2 separate regions of the Zea mays genome follow, and region 2 is linked to region 1. The links are chromatin contacts, called in public Hi-C maps. All regions are on one chromosome and are shown on one strand. The core of a region is the stretch at or near the end of the contact, and the rest is flanking DNA. Distances in the headings are between cores, read along the strand shown.

Region 1 (3,830 bases), core at 602-3,101:
AAATTAATGGAGCTTCTCGTCCATTTTGTTCTATTTTTTAAGGAAAAATATGTTTATCTAGAGTATCCTCAAGCTCAGCAGAATTTCCAGAGTATAAACATTTTATTCAAAGTCATAAAAGGTACAAGGGTATTAGGTAAAATAGGTAATGCAATGCCTTTGCACTGTACATGAATCAATGAAAGGCTTAATAGCATTATAAAAAGAAACAGCAGACAACTGTAATTTCATGGCAGTCAAAAACCAAATTAGAAAAGCAAGGCAACCTATTTCTCTGAAATTAGAGAAATTTAGTAATGAAGTTTTTAACATTTGGTAATCTCAGCGATGTATTGCACCAGTCTCACCTTAGTTGATTACTCTTATATCTACTATTTCAACAGGACAGTTTGCAACTGGAGCCAAATGCATTCTAAGTTTTGTTGTAAGCAATCCTAAGTACAGTATTATGATATGCAGGACAATTACTTTTCTAACCTCTGATGTATTCTTAATACCGCAGCGCTGAATGAAACCTATGACACAACAGATGCCCAGTTTACATTCAATTCCCATCTTCAGTGGTACTAACTCCATTCTTAAATATTTGACGCCGGAATCCGGATAGTTCATTTTTGAACTAAAAACGTCAAATAAAAAAGGAGGGAGTATATGATACTCAAATCCTTTTTTTATTGTAGTACAAAACCAAAAGCATGGATTTCTTGCACTAATAGTAGCCTACATGTTCTGAACATTCCATCGCATGGATTCCTTACACTAATAGTAGTCTACATGTTCTGAACATTCCATCACAATTACACACACTTATGCACAGAACTGAAACGCACACCAGACCAAAACCTTGATTGCTTCCACTGAAACCAATCATGGCCACACCGTGACCACTGAGACAACATGGCGATCTTTTCCATCGTCATAGGGCAGGAAGACATACATGTTGGCGAACTCATTGTAGATCTCCCCTGTGAGCTCTCCGTGCATCGCGCGGCAGTGCATGTAGAGCACAACGTTGGCCACCATCCCGTACAGCATCATCACGGCCAGCAGCGCTGTGCCAGCCACCGCCTTGACCACCACAGGCGCCATCCCAGCCCACCCAGCCCCAGCGTCGTACCTCTCGGCAGCCACACCGCCGAAGCCCCAGAGCGTGACCCCAATCCCGGCGGCGAATACCAGGAACGAGGAGAGCGCTGCGAGGCGGGCGGTAGAGAGGAGCTGGCAGCTCCGCCGGAGCGGCGTGAAGCCTGTGGCCGATTCGACCACGGCAGCGGCGCCAGCGAGGGACCAGAACGGGGACAAAAGGATGAAGCCGAGGACGAGCAGCGCGGCGCCGAGCGCAGCGGGGAGCGGGAGGAGCGGAAGGAGTGCGAGCGGGGAGGCCAGGATGGCGGTCAGGATGAGGCGGAGGAGTGAGGCTGGCACTGAGCGGAGCGAGGCGAGGAGCCGGACGGGGCGACCGAAGAACCCTGCGTGCGCGCTGGCCGCGGCGGCGGCGAAGGCGGCGAGGTAAAGGAGCGCCGCGGCAAGGGCGAGCAGCGGCAGCGGGATGGGTAGTGGGTACCTCGACGGATCCTGCGGGACCCGGAGATGCACGGGAGGGGAGGCGGCGGAGGAGGCGGAGGCAGAGAACAACGGGCAGGGGAGGGCGAGTAGGAGGAGGGCGAGCGGGAGAAGGAGGAGAGAGGATAGGGCCAGGAAGTGACGGGAATGCGCGGCGACGAGGCGGCAGGTGGAGGACGCCGCGCCCGCGAGGAGGTCCGGCCAGAGGAGGGCGGACGGCGGCAGAGAGGGCGGCGGCGTGTCCATCAGGGACTGGACCGGTGGTGGCAGAGGCGGGGATGCCGTATACGGTACGGCTGGATGAGAATGTTCACATTTCCTAAATTTTTTCCTCCAACTCTAGTAGTTCTCTAAAACACTTTCTAAATCAATAATTTAGATAGTTAACATAAAAACTATTCTCCAACAGTTCTCTAAATAAACTTTCTAAATTTAACAACTTGTCATTTAACCTCATTTTCTCTCTACATTTGACAATCATTTAACAACTCCCTAAACAATAATATTAACTGCATTATGTAGTTTTTGTAACTTATTTTTTTATGTGGATAGATACAAAACAAAATTACAACCTATATTTAGAGAACTATTGGAGAACTTATATTTTTTTACTCCAAAAGTCATTTAGCAACTTCTTAAATCTATGATTTAGAGAGCTAAAATTTGCATACAGTAACTATTGGAGTTGACACATATTTCAATTACACTCCCTACTTTTCTTCTTCTTAAAGCAGTTCTCTCTAAATTCTCTCGTGTATCCTACTGTAGCCATAAAATATCAATTCTCAACTCTATTCACTATTTATTATCAATTTTTGCTCTACTAAAAACAAAATCATGCGCGAGTGTCAGAGCAGGGGCCTTGTAGTAACGCGCCATATCTGGCGAAAAACTGCCCACCTAGCTTGTAGTGGGGTTGTAGTGTTGGACGTTGCGGCAGAAGAGTGACCCTATACACCAACAGTGTCAGGGAGGGAGCAGCTCGAGATATTGACATACTGTCGCGCATAGTCTTAGGCTCACTCCAAGGGAGCAACCATCCGGCCAGACAAATCTAAAATAGTTGTCCTAGAGCCACTGTAGTAGTGCAATCCTTCTTCCAACGGAGCAGCTAAACGGGTCAGTCAAAATGGAAGGCAGAAGAGAGAAAAGATATATTGCCTGGTACTGTGACCGATAGCTAAATTCTTCATTCTTGACTGACCACTGGGCCCCAGCGTCTACTCTATTCTAGCTGAACGTATGGATGGTTATGCTATTGGAAAGATCTAGCGTATGGCTGGGCGGTTAAACTATAGACACCAACCAAAAGTACAGATGGTTGCCCGATTTGCATGCCTCTGTTAGAGTGAGCTTTAGGCTATCCCCAGAGGTAGGGATGGCAATGAGTACGGGTATGGGTAAATAACCACAGATAATTATCCATTGGATATGAGTATGGTAGAATTTGGTATCCGCTGGTATAGTTATGGATATAATAAGGTATCTGTGGATATTTTTTTCGCGGGTATGGATATCCAGTATTCATACCCGTTACCCAATGGTTATCTAACATGTGGTCCATCCGGATTTACATATTATCATAAATTCTTATTTTTTCAATTTTTATCCATAACATGTTTGGTGCTGAAATTATCATTTGATGCTACTGTAATGATAATTATTTTGAAATGTGATAAAATTGTTGTTTGGTGTTGAATGCTAAAATTGTAGTGTGCGGGCGGATAACGGGTATCCACTGGATAGCGGATACTCGGCGGATACGGGTATGGATACAGACCATACCCACGAACGTTTATGGGTACGAGTATGGGTTGAGTTTTGTGTCACGGGTATGGATTCGCGAACTATATATCCGTGTACTACCCGCCCGATTGCCATCCCTACCCAGCGGTTCTCCCTAAATTTTTTCCCCTATATTATTTTTTGTGTCACATCATCAACATTTTATTCCCTATTTTTTTCATCTCCCACAGCGGTTCCCCCTATTTTCTTCCCTTATACCCCACTACAACCATAAAATATTATTTTCTATACCTACTTTTTATCTCTATCAATTTTTTATCCACTAACAATTAATTGCGGGCCTACAACACAGTAGAAGGGGAGGCAACGAGCGCACGCTGCATCCCGTAGGAGAAAGAAGAGGACGGCGCGTGGCTACACCGTGAGGGCACCGTAGCGGGCAGCGGTGCGACGCCTAGCGGCTGCCTGTTGCCTCTACAGGAGGGGAGGGGGAGCGGGCCGCGGGAAGCCATGCGTACAGC
Region 2 (3,654 bases), core at 1,103-3,602, 250 kb after region 1:
CAGAGACAACAAGCCGAGTACCAGAAGAAGAGGGACGAGTATTATGCAAGCCTCCAGGCCCAAAATCAAGCTCTTCTCTCGGTACGTTGAAGTAACATTTTGTAGCTTATTTTGCAAAACACTTGATGTGTGTCTTGTTTGTTCAACAATGACTTGTATATAATTTGTAGCAACTAGCCCAACAAGCGGGCGTCCCGATGCCGACATATGGGATGCCGCCTCCGGACTTTGCACTGCCAATGCCAATGTTGGCGCCTCCACCTCCGCCTCCGCCTCCGTCACAATTCCCTATGGTATGTACACATATGCGTGTGTGACATGTTCATAGATGTATTATGTGTTTAAATGAACAACTGAGTGGTTACTATTTCATGTGCTTGTGTTATAGGGATTTCAGACACCACCCGCTTCAGTTGCCGCACCTGGAGATGGGTCTGGTCAAGACGACACAACACATTAGTGGGTGAACAACCTTTTCAACACGCAGAGTCCAGCCGGAGGAGGTGGCTACTCGAACCATCCAGACGATGGATATGATTGATGTGTCGTGATGTTTATTTATGAAACACTTTGCAACACTTGTTTGTGAGACACAATTTCAGTTTGCAACAACCGTCGAACCTATATGTTGGTCGAACCTATATGTTGATGTTAAATTTGTGAATGTTAATATTTATGTGAGAATATTTGTGATTGTGAATACTTATTAGAATGTGTATATTTGTGATTGTGAATGTGAATGTGTATATGTGCATGAATCTGTTTTTGTTTTGTAAATGTCAGATTTTTTAAAAAACAGAATTTTGTGTAAATTCTGTAATTTGTTATGTCCGACGGCCTAGTGTTAGCCGTCGGACATAACCTTGCCTTATCTCCGACGGCATTAAATACCGTCGGACATAACCTAACCTTATGTCCGACGGCTTCTCGCTGGGCCGTCGGACTTAAGCTTGTGGGGCCCACTGACTGACCGGTAAAACGGTTGAGATGTATTATTTCCGACGGGCTCTAGCAGCCGTCGGAGATAGGCTATGTCCGACGGCTGCCGTCGGACATTGCATTATTTCCGACGAGTTATCTCCGACGGCTTAAAGCCGTCGGAGATAAGTCTTTGCCGTCGGAGATAAGCTATTTCCGACGGTTTAATTCTAATGTCCGACGGTTTTGGCCGTCGGACGTTTCTCCGTTTACTGTAGTGTAGTATCATCGGTTATTATTGCTGCGATCAAGGTCATATGTGATCTTGAGCATTCTAGCCCTTTTCTTTTTCAGGTGTGAAGTGTGATGCAATCCAGTGCCAGCAATACCTTTTGTCTTGGGATTTGCTCCTAGCTTCTTTTCTTCTCTTCGTTTCAATATTGAGCATTTAATTAACCCATCTTCATCTCCTCCAAGGTGGCCATGTGGCTCAACACTTGGGGTGTGGACCCAAACTAGCTTTTTTACAACACTTAGCGCGTGTTTTGGTATGACTCTGCTCCACCACAGAGCAGCCCTACCCCGAAACTATAGGTGAAGCAGGTTTGCTCTAGAGTTTAGGTTGTTTCTCGTAACCGGTGGCAGTACGCGGGTAAATAACTCCAAACTTATGACTATGTTGCTTTTTGGAGTTTTCGAAACAACAAGAGGTACTACAAAAATTTATACTACAACTCCAAAAACTCCATAGACTTTATAACTCTGAAATTAGGGTGTTTGGCATGCTCAGGCCAGCTCCTCCTTAGAATTTTGTTATGTAGCCATGCCAAATACGCCCTTAAACACATGTTAGATCACTAGATGTCGATCAATTACTAAAATCAAATTAGTGCTTTGAGCGTCTAAGGTACAAAATTTGTCTCCTTAGACACCCTATCTATTGGATGCCTGTTTACTCTTATGATTTGTTGTGTGCTTTGAGATTTAGTAATATAGGTTGAACAGTTGAAGAAAATGTGCAGACTACGTGTTACTGGTTCGGGATATATCTTTATCTTTATGTGTTGACGAATGGTCTACTTTTCAATGTTTTTTTAACCTAATTTTACATTATGACATTTTTTCTAATTCATTAAAACCGATGCTGAAATAACGAGGTCTAACATAACCATTCTCTCTTTGTTTTTTTTTTCAAAATGACAAAGTTTTAATATCAAGTATATCGGGCTAGTCTATTCAAATAGTTGAATTATACTTTTCATACGTTTTTAATTGAGTATTTTAAATCCAAACTTCTAATTAATTACACCTATCTTTATTTTTTAATATCTAGTATTAGGTCGGGAGTCGAGACGATGCTATAAATTATTTTTTTGTGAGCCTAGGCCATGGTCCATGCAATTTAAGAGGACATACCCGAGGACCCCGCATTTCAGATCGTCCCTCCCACGTCCCCCACCCCCACCCCGCGCTCCGCGGTCCGCGCCGACCCGCCCTCGCCATCGCGCCGCGCGCGCCCGGTCCAACCCAACCGTGTTCATCCGGTCATCCCCTGCTCGTGAGCCGTGAACCCACCCAGGTCCACGGCCCTCCCGGTCCCGCCTCCCGCAATTCCTCCAGCTCCCCGAAACTTTTTGCATCTCCTCCACCACCACCGCCCCCTCCCCTTCGCCCCGACGAACACGGCACCACGAGCCCCGCACCTCACACAGATTTAGCCTACCTCTCCCACCGCGGCTACATTCCTCACCCCACCCTGTCGGTACGCGTTCCGGTCGTCCCCATCACCCCTCTGGCCTCTGCGTGTTGATTTCTTCGTTTGTGCTTGGTAAGAACGCCCTAAATTGCTGTTTTCCCTCCCATTTGGGCCTGTTGAACCGTTCCTTTGCTCTGAGGCCAACAATCCGAATGTTTGCCTATGCTTTGACGCTCCGATCCATCTGGTTTCGTTGTGGATTGTTCGCTGCGTGGTGAGGCTATTGCAAATGTAAAGTTTTTTCTTAGGGTGGTTCAGTTGAACACCTCGCCACCATAATACGTACACCGCTGAGAGAGAGTTCATTGTTGTTGCCATAATATTGTATCAGAATGTCATGTGTGAAGCTGTACAGTGTACACTACTGGAATATTAGATGATTGGTGAGCTTGATGAGCCATATGAGATGATCAAACCATAATTTTGATAGACAAAGGTAGCTTCTTGAATGCTGTTTGTAGGATCCGTGGGGCTGGGGAAGAGCAGGAAGCTTGGTAGTAGGTGGGTTCTTTTTTGTGCTGCATGGAATTCAGGATTCAATGGTTTTCATCAAGGATTTGGATGTCACTAGCCCGTCATATTGGCGACAACCAATTCCTGGTATTATGGCTGGAATAATCAAATATGGGATTTTTGAAGGTCGAGAAACCATATATTATTATTATTATTATCATTTTACATTATGAGCCATGACAGACTTGGGCGGCCTAGTATTTTTTTCACTCCATTTTTGTCATGTTTGACTTCATTATTGATTTACTTCACACCCCAATGATTTCACTACCATTATCTTGGTTTGAACTCAATTTATTTTCCTATTGCAGGCTGCATAAACTTTTAAAAAAATGAAGGCAAATATGGGCACAAAAGCTCGTCCACTATCTGTTGACGCAGACAAAGGAGAGATTGGCGAAATAGATACAAGGGCTCCTTTTGAATCTGTTAAAGCTGCAGTGAGTTTATTTGGTGAAGTCAAGGTT

What was found. A called contact is a pair of places that touch in the nucleus more often than the background predicts.
Region 2: a contact with region 1 is called in a Hi-C map of ear, with 1.8 times the contacts expected there. The contact joins the promoter of LOC103640867 here to the promoter of LOC100194014 in region 1. A contact is called at or near these places in 3 of 25 Hi-C or Micro-C datasets (bundle sheath, ear and tassel).

Annotation. Positions count from the first base shown.
Region 1 is chr10:12,275,836-12,279,665 of Zm-B73-REFERENCE-NAM-5.0, forward strand. LOC100194014 reads right to left here and starts at 1,852. Exons shown (of 1, transcript NM_001139077.1): 1 at 345-1,852. The coding sequence starts at 1,809. The coding sequence ends at 868.
Region 2 is chr10:12,522,637-12,526,290 of Zm-B73-REFERENCE-NAM-5.0, forward strand. LOC103640867 (WEB family protein At5g55860) reads left to right here and starts at 2,353. Exons shown (of 3, transcript XM_008664321.3): 1 at 2,353-2,746; 2 at 3,499-3,654. The coding sequence starts at 3,520.